Linked DNA regions of Gossypium hirsutum: region 1 is linked to region 2. A link is a contact called in public Hi-C data. All regions are on one chromosome and are shown on one strand. Each heading gives the region's core, a stretch centred on a gene start, on an enhancer-like site or on the middle of the called end of the contact. The rest is flanking DNA. Distances are from core to core; before and after follow the strand shown.

Region 1 (6,540 bases), core at 4,031-6,530, 280 kb after region 2:
TGGTTGCCATCTCTTTAAAAAGAATCTGTTGGATTTTCTCAGAAAAGTTAATAACGGGAATACCATTCACCATAGATCTCACCACGTCACCATTAAAAAACTCAAAATCCTCATCTCTACCTGAATTAGGGGCCCCTCGACCCGGAAGTTTATCCCTCCATAAGACTTCCGAAACAAGAAAAAAGTCCACGACCATTTCATTGTTCACACCAAAATTCAAGTCCTTAAAAGAGAACTTTTTTAATATTTCGATCTCTAATCAAATTCTCAGTACCTCCGATCGGAGACATTTTTTTTTGACAATATAATAAACTAGTAACTTTAAAAAGCCACTAATCACAACTTTAATTAATGTGTGATTATTTAAATAATAAATGTTTTAAAAAACTAGTATATTAACTTATAAGGTAACAATATTTAAGGAATTTTTTATGTGACATACCTATTTTGTGAGAAGTATTGTCCTATTGCTTGCCACATCACCATCTTTTATACTAAAGGTAGACGCTATAGTTTAAAAATAAGGGATAGAATTGATTGAATTAAAAAAAAATTTAAATAATTAGTTACACATTAAATAGTTTAATATTATAATATTAATGTACCTAAAAAATACATAAGGCTAGAAATTGATTTAAATGATCAAAGGAATAAAAAAAATCTTACACAAATAGATACATTTCGATATCCAAACTGTAAAAATATCTTCATTTTGTTTTAAAATGAAAATGTATGTATGAATAGGACGGTTACATAGAGATAATTGGATAAGAGAACTAATCTAAATGCTTAAAGTGTCTGTTTTAGGAGCTAAACACGTTCATAAATGGTTACGTTTACGAAAGGTTTATGATAACCACATAAATTTCAATATGGATCCCACCAGTCCACCGCCCCTCTTCCGCTTCAAACCACTCCACCGTCATATAAATTAGTCAAAGGCCATACAAGAGTTGCTTTTAATGTTAATGCTTAAGCGCGTCATCTTAAAGAAAGGGGTAAGACGTTTTGTGATTTGGCAAGAGGAAAATGGGGATTGGATTGACCCAAGGAATTTCTCTACTGTATAATGAGTTAATAAAAACACATCACATACTATAATATGTCCAAAAAAACTTTTTATATAAAAACTTACCATTTACCCTCAAACCTCAAATCTATGTGAGTTTTACTGATTGAAAACAAATTATGAGAAATAATGTGAAACCTCAAACTTTATCCCGATTCTCTATTGTTGCAATTTATATTTCCAAACACTGTCAAAGCTGGCCGTATCCCAATAGCAGTTTTGCCACAGATACTTACGTATCTTCCGTCGATTCTCATCAGGACTCCAAGTTGATTTTCAAATCCTTTTAGGTATGGAAGAATCATAGGATTCAATTGGGAGTTGTGGCAGTAAATCATGAAATTAAATTCAAAGGGCCAGAGCCAAAGCTCATGGTAGTGTTGATTGGCAGTAAACAAGTGACGCTAAAATTTTTACCCAAAGCTTAGAAAGCTACTGTGTTTACATCGCTAAAACCAAAATTTAATAGTCCTTTGATCGCTGTCAGAAAAAAAAAAAACAGTTTAATTGAATCATGAACGACCCGCCGAATGCTGAGTTATTCAAAGCTGGATCGGCGGTTGGGGTTTCTTATAAAAGAGCTGTTGATTTGAAAACTTAGTTTATCAGTGAAATTATTTATATAGCAAAAGACTGTTGACGTTTTGACAATAAAAATTCAGAAAATATTGTGAAAAAAATAATTTTGGAAGTGCGGGGAATTGAACCCCGCGCCTCTCGCATGCAAAGCGAGCGCTCTACCATATGAGCTACACTCCCGATTGGAATCATTGAAAACGTATATTAGATTTTGATATGTACTAAAAAGATACTCGCTAGTTTAATATTATTACTGCATATATTTCAGACTCCCATTCCAAATAAATAGGAATAATGTTTTTAATTTTATAAGGAGATTTATTGTGTTTCTTAAAATAATGATAAATTTAATCTTGAAATTCTTCATTCTTTTTGAATTACTCGTTTTCAATGTATGGATATAAACATACAACTTTTGATTAGATTTGTATTAGATACATACTATATCAAACACTTACACCTAAATATAAGTATATTTACTTACTAATTTCAAAATAATACTATTAATTTAAAATTATTGAAAATAACAATTAGGTCCCTCATCATCTACTAAAACTTTTCATTTTCCCATTTAATATATAAAGAATTTTTCTTTACAGTTGTCTATTCATTATTTTCTTCTTCTTCCATTTGTTTTTCTTTTCTGTTACCTTTTTGTCGAATAACTAAAAATAGTTTTGCTTTTTTATCGAACACTGGAGTTAAGTAGGATGTAAATATCTGTCCTACTTTAACCAGTGATCATTCGATCTTCGCTTTGGGCATGAAATAGCTTTAAAATCAGTGACCAGTATTTATTTCTTAACGGACCTATAGAATATAGAGAATTAGTCATTAAGCTCGCTTTGATGGATACATTGTGAAACCAATAAAAGATATTAAGACTTTGTTTAAATTTTTCTGTACAAGTCAATTGATGAAGCCCAAGTAAGAAATCAAAGTTTGTCATTTCTAAATTTAAGGAATCCTCGAAGATGGATGATGTTTTATTAATGGAAAGTGGCATCCTATATTTACATTCACAAGACAATTTGTTAGTAATTGTAACTTTCACCTTATATTTACAACTTACTGTTACAAAATCTGTAAATGATTCTACTTTTTACTTGAACCATTTGGAACTAAAACATCAGATTCAGAAACCACCTTGCAGCCTGTCTGCAAAGCCGATAGCCAGGTGTCCACCTACCAAAACACAGAAAATAATAAAACTCAAATTTGATCAATGCAAAATTTACATGGACACAGTGAAATTATATGATTTTCTTCAACCTTACTATATATGCTTAGAGATGTATATATAGATGATAGAATTCGAATCTCAACTTATTAGCTGTCTGTGCATAACGGTGATTATATGTACTAACCAAATAGACAAAGTCTTGAGTTGACCTTGCTATATAGAGAGAAAATTAAACATATTACACTCAGTAACATAGCTTAGCTTCATCTTAATAAATTGCAAATAAGAAAATGAAGAATTGACCTCAACTTACACAGGCTCAGAACTCAGCAGCAAGCATACTTTACAAAAATAACATGAAGCAATAACGTTTATGAGTTTAGAACAGCACATTGTACTCTGTTCATATATATGCATATTAAGGACACATTGTTTACCTGTATTTGAGAAACATGTGAACATTCATAGCGCAGTCCTTGGCGAGTTAAGATATAAAAGGAATATCGTGTTCCTTCATCTTCTCTCGTAAAACATGGCAAGGAACCTACTTCCACCACATCGGATAGTAGGGTGGAATCCTGAGGGCTCAAATCTGCAGATTGTAAATTAAGAAGTTGATTATCAAGTCATGTTTATAATTAATATACCAACCTGTTTCACGTATCCTTCAATCTTACTAGTTTAATTATTGCTTTTTCCAAGTTTAGCTCCATTTGAAACTTAATTCATCAAAAAGTTAATTACCTGTGGAGAGTAAATAGAAGAATATACATTGGCCGTGAAGAACAATGAATCGAGGAAGCCAATCGTTGACTTTGGTATCATCGATAGGAGCAGGTTCTCCGGGTAAAGCTGTCCATCTCTGAGAATTAAAGATATGTAGGAAGATCATTAACCAGAAGAGTAACAGTAACGCAAGAACAAAGAGCTGGATGCAGGATAAACTTGATACAAAGATAGCAAAATTGGAAAATGCATACGGTTCGAATGTACAAATAGCCAGAAAGTCGAGCCGATCGCAAAATCCCCTCGATATGTTCCAACCTGCAATGACACAGAAACATCATCACATGCAGAAGTATTGTATCCAAATCTGAATATTGCGTAGGAATGTTATTTGCTAGACCTCAAGAACAAAAGGTTCATATATAGCTGACCAAAATATACATAATGGTTCAAAGGACAAGATTCAGCTCTCCTTTACCGAGCTTTCATGTGAGCTTCTCTCTCTTCTATATCAGCGAGTTCCGATCTAAGTGATTCCAACTCTGCAGCCGTCAACTGAACCTGAAAATGGAGGTGACTAAGGGATGCATGATAATCAATGACAACCAAATGGGAAATTCAAAGAGGCTGTTGAATGAACCTTTTGCTGACCATTAGCACCAGTCCAAGGCAGCCCCCGCAAACTGAACAGATTCAACATGAATGCACCACTTCTCAATCTTTGCCGAGACTATAAACTGCTACGGGACCTATCCTAAAGCGGAACCCTTCAATATTGAGATAACATGTATATCACAAGAATAATCAATCACTCATGCTTCCTAGATTTAGAATTAAAATCTCATAAATCTACTGTGTCATATAATTCGTATCTAGCCCACTTACAGGGACAAGGTTTTCATGAACCGGGAACAATTAAACCATTGAATTTTCAAATTTTTTTACATCAAAGTGAATCAATTAACCCCTAATTAACAGCTCAAACTATTACAAAAAGAGAACAAATTATGCCCCATAATCGAAAGCTAAAACAACAAACTAAAAGCAAAGCAAGAAAAATAATAAAACCAAACTCCCATTAACCAAAGTAAATAAGGTAAAAAAAAAAAAAGGTTCTGCAGAGCTTACAGAAGTTGATCTCTTTTTGTATAGGCAGCAGGAGCAGAAAAAGAAAGAATAAGTTTGAAAGAAACAGATAATGATTTGGTTATAGAAAAAGAATTTCTAACAAAAGATGAAGAGATAATTTTTCTCTTATCACTGTTGTGTTAACGGGAAGTGTTTTGACTTTCCTCAAACTTGTACGTAACCATGACCGGTGGGTAGAGTCGTTCCTGTATGATCGTATTGTTTAATGTTAAAAGACCATTATACACCCATCTTCTCTTACTTTTTTCCCTTCGGCTCATGGAGTGAAAGAAAAGGCTTGATAATCTGCATTACCAACGCTGCCCCTGTTGATCCTTTGATCAATGCTAGATGCTTGATTGAGTCAAACAATTCCTTGAGCCCAATCTCTGATCCATCATTTATCTCTTCGCATCCACTGCCTAATACAATTGCTACCATACCGACAATTTTGATTTATGCGTATGCTGTTTACTCTAAGTGATAAATAGGTAAATAGAAATTCTAAAGGGAAAGTAAGTCCGAGTAGTTCCTTACTTTCGCCTTAGTGCCTTGGTGATCTAATCAAGAGATTACCCAAAATTGATTTCAGGTAACAACCTCCACGTGAATATCTTGATAGTCAAGGACAAAGCTAATAATTGTAGTACATAACTAGAGGCGCTGAGGAATATACATCAGTGGCAATTGTGCTTTCTAAGAACTTATCCTAAAGCTGGAGATGGATTTGAGTAATTGATTCTAAATTCAAGTTAAATTGACATAAATTACTAATTTATGAATTGAGGTTGAATAAGTGAGGTTAATTTGTAATCGTTCCTTTTACTTGCATTCATTTCGTACACTCTTTATATTTATTTTCTTTATTAATTGTTAACCTATATTAGTTAGTGACTCAAGTCAATTGGTTGAAGCCACTTGAACATTTTTTTATGGGTTTTGAAATTACCTCGGTTTGCACTTGTTTCGAGTTATTGTATAACATGTTTGCAACTGATCTAAACTTCTTCCAATCTTGCATACATGTTGCCATCTAGGTAATTGTTCCATAAACTCTTGTATCATTTGATTAGATGTTCCTTGTATTTCTCCATTTTTGATCATTCATCAAATTGTAACAATGGGATCTTATATATTTGGACTCAAAGAGATTTTTTATTCTTCTTTTTACCTACCTTAAAAGATGAAGTAGCAACCATGTATTTAGATTTAACAAAAACTGAAGGAGATATAAGTTTCTTAACAGTGTAATCAAGTCCATTATGGCCAGGTTTGAATATTTCAACAATTGAAATCTCATCATTTTGGCTTTCATATTTTATGAGAATGGCTTTGGCATCATTTGACTCTTGTTGTAACGCCTATTGCCCGAACTGATCGCCAGGTCTGAGCTATAAAATGTTATACTAGTTACCGAAGCAACTACAAACAATTTATAATTCAATTCACGCCATTAACATTCAATTATAGGCAATTTGAGTATATAAAATAATATACATACGTTTCTAGGTCTTATATGAGCTTTCGAAAGTTATAATGCTAACTCGAGATCAAATTAGGACAAAACTGTAACATTTTCAGAACTTCAAGTTGATGTCGCGATGTCAGGGGTTCCTTGTTGCAATGCAACATACTGACTAGGTCTCGTCCCAGCGACAAATACTCGACGTTGCATCATAGCATGGTAACTTGATCTCGTCGCGACGTGACAAACTATTTCTGCAATTTCTAATGAAACTGCAACTTGCGATTTCCAATTTAACTACTTTACACATTCATACTATAATTTCAAACAAAACATACAATCTTTATAAATCAAATATGAACAAACAACTTGATCAATAATGTACCAAAG
Region 2 (6,465 bases), core at 2,999-5,498:
AACTAGGAAGTAAAAGAGATAAAATTACACCGGTTAAACAATGTGTGGTAAATTTGATACATCCCCTAAGTAGAGTGACAGTTTGAACCTTATCCGTATAAGAAGGAATATTTACAAAATGATAAAAGTATATGCATATGTATAAATGACGGGAAGGAAAGTAACAGAAAGAAAAATCAGATTGAAATCTGATAAAAGATTCATGTTACCATATATCACAAGAGTCGCAAGCAATTGATGTATCGAGATCGGGATCTCCCTCAATGGTTGTGGATAAACTTCGAACTTTGCAGCCATCTCCATCCAAGCAGATAACTGACTACAAAAAGAAAGATATGTAAGGTTTATATGGCATGCCATTCACTAGAAATTAGAAGAAAAATAAAAATAAACAATGAAATGGTAAATATAAGTTCCATCTTCATAAAATAGCACTATATTCTGCATGGAGTTTTTGTTGTCCTAAACAAAGAACCAATGTACGTCTGCAATTGGTTCCGACTAATATTGCCATCACTGTTGACATTTTCTAACTAATTGTCCTGCCAATGATTTGTGCCATTTGACAAAAGCATTTTAACAGCGATTTGTCCAAGTTAAAGCTAGCTTGATTTAGGAGTGAGCAAAACTCAATTCGATTCAAAAAATTTAAAAAAAGATTCAAATTTCGAGTTAATCGAATCAAGTTATTTAAGTTATTCGAATTATTCAAGTCAACTCAAATAACTCGAGTCGAGTTTCAAGTTCGAGTTGAATTTTACAATTCGAATAATTCGAATAACAGATTAGTGTCAGTACTTTTTAATCCTTATCCACTTTGAAAATAAGCAAATTGGTCTCTCTCAACAAAAATTACAAAAAGAAAAATTCAAAAATAATTTTTAAAATTCAAAATATTTATAAAAATTTCAAAAATTTAAATTTTTAAAAAATTATATAAAAAAATTAAAATTTTAAAATTTTTCTAAAATAATAATTTTTGAACCTAATTAATGATTCAAATTTATCATACTCAAGATTTTTTTTTTTTGCTTTGAAAAATTTTCAAATATATATGGTATTAAATTTTTGTGCTCTAACATAGAATTAATTATACTATAACAATATTTTTATTTGACAATTTTAATTTTTTTAATTTTACTCAAAACAATTTCACTCGATTCAATTCGACTCGACTCGACTTGAATTTCATTTCATTTCATTTCATTCGACTCGATTCAAAAAAATTTCAAATTGAGTTAGGATGATAAAATACGACTGGTGAACTCGAAATTTTTTTCACTCAATTCGATCGCTCACCCCTAGCTTGAATGATTACTACGTCCTCAATATATGAAGAAACCGTAAAGATAGCATATGCAGGATAATTACATTTTCATCAATATAGTATGATGGGAAAGAAAGAGTGTTGCTCTTCCCTTCAATGGACCAATCATCCTCTCTGCATATGTAAAAAAAAGTCAAAATCAGAACATAGAGAAGAATCTTAGCAACTCAATCACCATAGTTCTTCACAAAGATAATATGTAATTACTGTATCATAGAGGGTCATTTTCCAAATTGTTTAATTGCAAAATTTTCTTGATATCCAGAATATCAAAATAATGCATAAGATATGAATCTCCAATCACCATATATAACCTCCAAAATCTAATGCATACTACATAGTTGCAATATGTTGTTTCATGTTAAACTTGAGAGATTAATTCATTTATTAATATAACAAAGGATGCAAAACAAACAAGAAACTATATAGACACCAGGATGTAACGCAGGCAGTTTCAAGAATCCACATAAACTAGAATTTCTTTTCCCTCTTTTGGTGGACAAATGAAACTGAGTTGGAAGAAAGTAGAATTGAGAAGTACCTGGAAAATGTCTCATCCTCAACTTTATTGCTTCCTATGGTGTCATATACCTTCATGATCAAAATGGTAGCTCAAATGATTTAATCAACATATTGCATATACTTTCATAAAGAATTTCAAGGTAACTAAAGGTGAAGTAGCCAAATTAGCATACAGATGGGCCATTTAGAGAAAAATAACTTTTGCAAAATAACTAGCAGGAAAAGAGGGAGACCAAAATCGAAGCTTTAAGAATTTTGCATAACTCACTGGAACACAGGTGATTAACTGAAATTCACTCTGGCAAAGTGGGCAAAGGTTTGTGATTGTTGCCCAGTTGTCAATACATGCAAAACAAAACCTGAAATTCACAAGATGAACCCGCATCATCAAATTCAGAACAGGATCCAAAGACATCAGAACACTAATTGATTTTTTAATCAATCTGAATAAAATGTCACATTAAAAAAATCAAAGTAGAGAGTCAAAACAAAATAACAGTGTAGCTTCTTCTACTTAACTTTACTCCTTGAGGAGAAAGATTGAGAAATATAATCAAAAAGTGAAGGTAATAAGATTGCGGAAATGCAAGATTATGTTTCGTAATAGGATTACGAGAATGTAAGATTTTGCGTTTACAAGTTCATTTCTTTAAACATTTTTTAGTCTCAAATTTTTATAATATTAAAATAACTTAATAAATTCACTTTTATTACACCTTTATTTTATCATATGAATTCAATTTCTTTTGAAGGATCATATGAATTCAATTGAACCACAACTAAACCTAATTATGAAAATTTATTTATATGGTTTGTCTCCACACCACATGTTGATCATTTTAGGAATGACCCAAATCTGTATACAAGTCAGCTCAGCCAATTTTTGGAGGAGTGTGTGCTTACTTGTTGCAGACATTCTTAAGTACATGAAACACTGACCATAACCAAATTCTTTAACTCTTTTTTTCAAACAAGGAAAACCCTACAGTTTATATACTCACAAATCTTGTATTTACGTATGAAAAATCCATTCTTAAAGTTATTTCATGGTCGATAAAGAACATAGTTTTCTTCTTTTGCCTTGTAAGAAAAGTAGTATATTAAGGCAGGCTTTGTCAAAAAATATCCATACAAATATACAAAATAGAGTATCTGCATCAATTTTAGTTTTCAAACTTAAAAGAGAAGAAAAAAGAAGAGATATTTTGGTTTTTGTCTTAAAATATTATAAAAAGGACTATATTGATAAATATAATGAAAAGAGAAGTAATTTTGTCCTAAATTCAGATTTCGCCCGGAATATCAGATTACTAAGAAAGAGGCCATAACACCCTATACTATTACGGGATGGCCAGAATGTTGAAATCCAAACACCTTAGTCTGGAATGTATGTTAAGCGGCAAACCAAACACCCCCAAGAGAAAACTAGATGCCTACCCACACTACTAGCGCCATAAAGAAAAGGAGCTTTGCTTCTAATTAAAGATGCTGCAGGGGGTAAAGATGAAAATAGGAATAACTAGAAACAGTATGCAGAAAAATACCAGTGTTGACAGCAATCAAGAACCCCCCTGTCAATAATAATATCCATGCATATCCCGCATCTTCCGCCATCGAAATTAGAAAGATCCTGCATTTAAAAGGAAAAAGAAAAGAACACACACATTCAAGACTCTAAATCAAACAACTATCATAAACCAGTGCAAGTATTTGAATACTTTTTCCACGCATCTAACACTAGAGTTTTTCAACTTTCAGCTACAAAAATCAATGAAACTAGGATAAAATTGAAAACAAAATAAAGAATACAGTAAAATGAAATGAAATAACCGAAATAATAATAATCCGAATAATCATTTAACTAGAAGCTTACATTGTTTTGATCAATAACTGGAATAGTATCCTCCTCCAAAATTTCACTTGCAACCAAATCCACATCCATTTTTATCTTTTCAAAATTACAAACCTGTCAAGAATAAATGAAAACCTACAAGAATAACAACAAAAACCCAGTAAAATATCAAAATCATATAAAAAATCAAATGATCAAAGATACATGCATACTTAGGATCGTCTAGGTATGCATATATCGATGTTATTCAAAAACTTGATTAAGTTGCTAACCTCACAGAAATAGGGATTTTCAAAGAAGTTTAAGAGGTCAATTCAGTAATTAAATAAAAAAATAGAAATAAAAAAAGAGAGAGAGATATGAAAAATGGGAGGATTCAGAAAGATTAGTTACCTTTTAAAGCGAAAAGATTAAAAGCAAATGAAAGAAGAGTCCGCCATTCCCTTTCTCGTGTCTGTATCGCTGAAGTGAAAGATGTGATGAGGATCAAGAAAGGGTATCTTCATAACTGCGGGTTTCGAAAATTGAAAACGTTTCGACCCTGGCATAACTCAGGAGCTTAATATGCTGCCTTAAAGCCTAATATGTATCTTGGGCTTTGATATGGGGCAACTAAAGCCCAATATTTGGGCTATCCCAAGTTAATAAATAAATGAAAATGATTGTCTTCTTTTTGGCCCATTATTTTTTTCTTCTTTCTAGAAGTAGAATTAAAATAGGATTTTTTTTTTGGGTAATATGAGGAAGTAATGAGTGACCTTAAACAGCTAAAGAAACTTGTCAACAATAGTCTCTGCATTCGTCTCCCAATAAATGTCAAATATAGGTCCTAAATAAAGTTAAAACTATTTTTTTTTCTTTTTTCTTAGATCGAATCCAAGCTCTCATGTTTACAATATAATACTTTTATTACTGCATTAAGAGTTTATTGTACATATTTTCTATGTTATAATTCCAAATAAAATTCCCTATTCCATGTTACAGTTATCGGTTGTTACATTCTCTTTATTATTAAAACTAAAAGGTAAACATTCATTTAAAGAATTAAAAAAGAATCTGCTTTTATAGTCAGTTGGTACAATCCTCTCCTTATAACACCCTAAGAGTTTCTATAAGACATAAAACACTATTTTAGAATCAAATATAGTAAATTTTTAAGAAAATTAGAAAATGAGTCAAATAAAGAATTTTTATGAAATAAAAAATGATATTAGAGATGAAAATCAAAGAAAGATATTATGGATGTGGAAATGTGGCAAAAAGGATTAAATTGTAATTTTAGAAAATTACCGATACCAAATTAAGCTTTGATGTTTCATAAAATCAAGTTAAAATCATAAGGTATCGATACTTGGATCAATGTACCGAAATTTCCTTATAGTTACGATACCTTACCTTATTCTTGATACCAAATTGACCTTCTATTTGTTTGTAAAACCGATTGAAAATACTAGGCATTGATACTCTTACTAGGGTATCAATACCTTAAAGAAAATGTGACAAAAACTATCATTTGGTCCCTTTTCATGCCAAAACCAAAATTGGTTAAGATGGTGCACTTAACCACACATCATACCTACACAAAATACTCCAAAATACATACCAATCAATGCATATAGCCATTACCAATTCAAAACATCTTTGATAATAATTCAATCCAACAACTTGTTTAAAACACAAACTAGTCTTTCTTCTTCCAAGCCATTCAAATCACATACCAACGATGTTATTTCTAAGTTCAATTCTTACCATTAGCACATTTAAACAAACCATTAAAACACTATGTATATATATTAACATAACATGACCAAATCATGCTTTAATACAAATGTAAGCATTATCATTTCATAATATATATACTAGTCCAAATTCAAACCAAGCATGTAGTTACAAGTTGACTCACTTTTACTACCTATGTACATGCCACATAATCGAAATTAAAACGAGCAAAAGACTATTGAAACATTGATAGGATAGTGTGAGCTTTGTGATGGTCCAATCGACATGTTCCGTAAACTGACGATCTACAACGAAAAAGGAGATAATGGGTAAGATTTTGAATGCTTAGTAAGTCCATATTAAATTTACTTAAGACATGTTCCGTAAACTGACGATCTACAACGAAAAAGGAGATAATGGGTAAGATTTTGAATGCTTAGTAAGTCCATATTAAATTTACTTAACTTACCTTAACACTACAACAATTTTTACAATTGTCATACAATGATATCTAATATGGCATCTTTGGCAACCTTACACTTCCATAAGAATTTCAACCAATGTATCAAATGGGTTAGTTCAAAATCATATCATGAACTTATAACACAATCATATATGTATATAACATTCCATCATATAACATATGCAACTTAATTGCAACGACCCAATAGTTAGGGGTGTCGAAAAAGTGTATTTTCGGGACACTGTTTCTACAAATTGGACCTATAAATATTTTTATTAAATATTTACGGAGTCATTTTAGAGGCAAATTAAATTTTTAGTAAACAATTTTCTTGAACTAAGAGTTATTAAGGTATACAGACCAAATAGTGAAAGAGTCAAAAGTTGAATTATAGATTGAAATTAATTAAAAAGACTAAAGTAATAATTCTACCAATGTTTCTTTGGTCATAATGTAGCATTTATGATATATATTATATATTATGTTAACTTAATAAAACTTATGTTATAATAATAAATAAAATGAAAACAAAATGAAAAGAATTATAATGGAAAGTGGCATGAAAGAGAATGTTTTAATTCT

Evidence for each region. A called contact is a pair of places that touch in the nucleus more often than the background predicts.
Region 1: a Hi-C map of hypocotyl shows a contact between it and region 2, with 3 times the contacts expected there. The contact joins the promoter of LOC107962388 here to the promoter of LOC107946959 in region 2. A contact is called at or near these places in 10 of 34 Hi-C or Micro-C datasets (anther, callus, fibers and 3 more).

What each region holds. Positions count from the first base shown.
Region 1 is chrA08:80,125,776-80,132,315 of Gossypium_hirsutum_v2.1, forward strand. LOC107962388 reads right to left here and starts at 5,281. Exons shown (of 6, transcript XM_041074486.1): 1 at 4,198-5,281; 2 at 4,036-4,118; 3 at 3,812-3,875; 4 at 3,576-3,693; 5 at 3,269-3,423; 6 at 2,605-2,833. The coding sequence starts at 4,257. The coding sequence ends at 2,744. TRNAA-UGC (transfer RNA alanine (anticodon UGC)) reads right to left here and starts at 1,828; the gene lies at 1,756-1,828.
Region 2 is chrA08:79,844,233-79,850,697 of Gossypium_hirsutum_v2.1, forward strand. LOC107946959 reads right to left here and starts at 4,249. Exons shown (of 15, transcript XM_016881473.2): 1 at 4,095-4,249; 2 at 3,723-3,836; 3 at 3,394-3,479; 4 at 2,118-2,208; 5 at 1,869-1,918; 6 at 1,372-1,441; 7 at 210-319. The coding sequence starts at 3,791.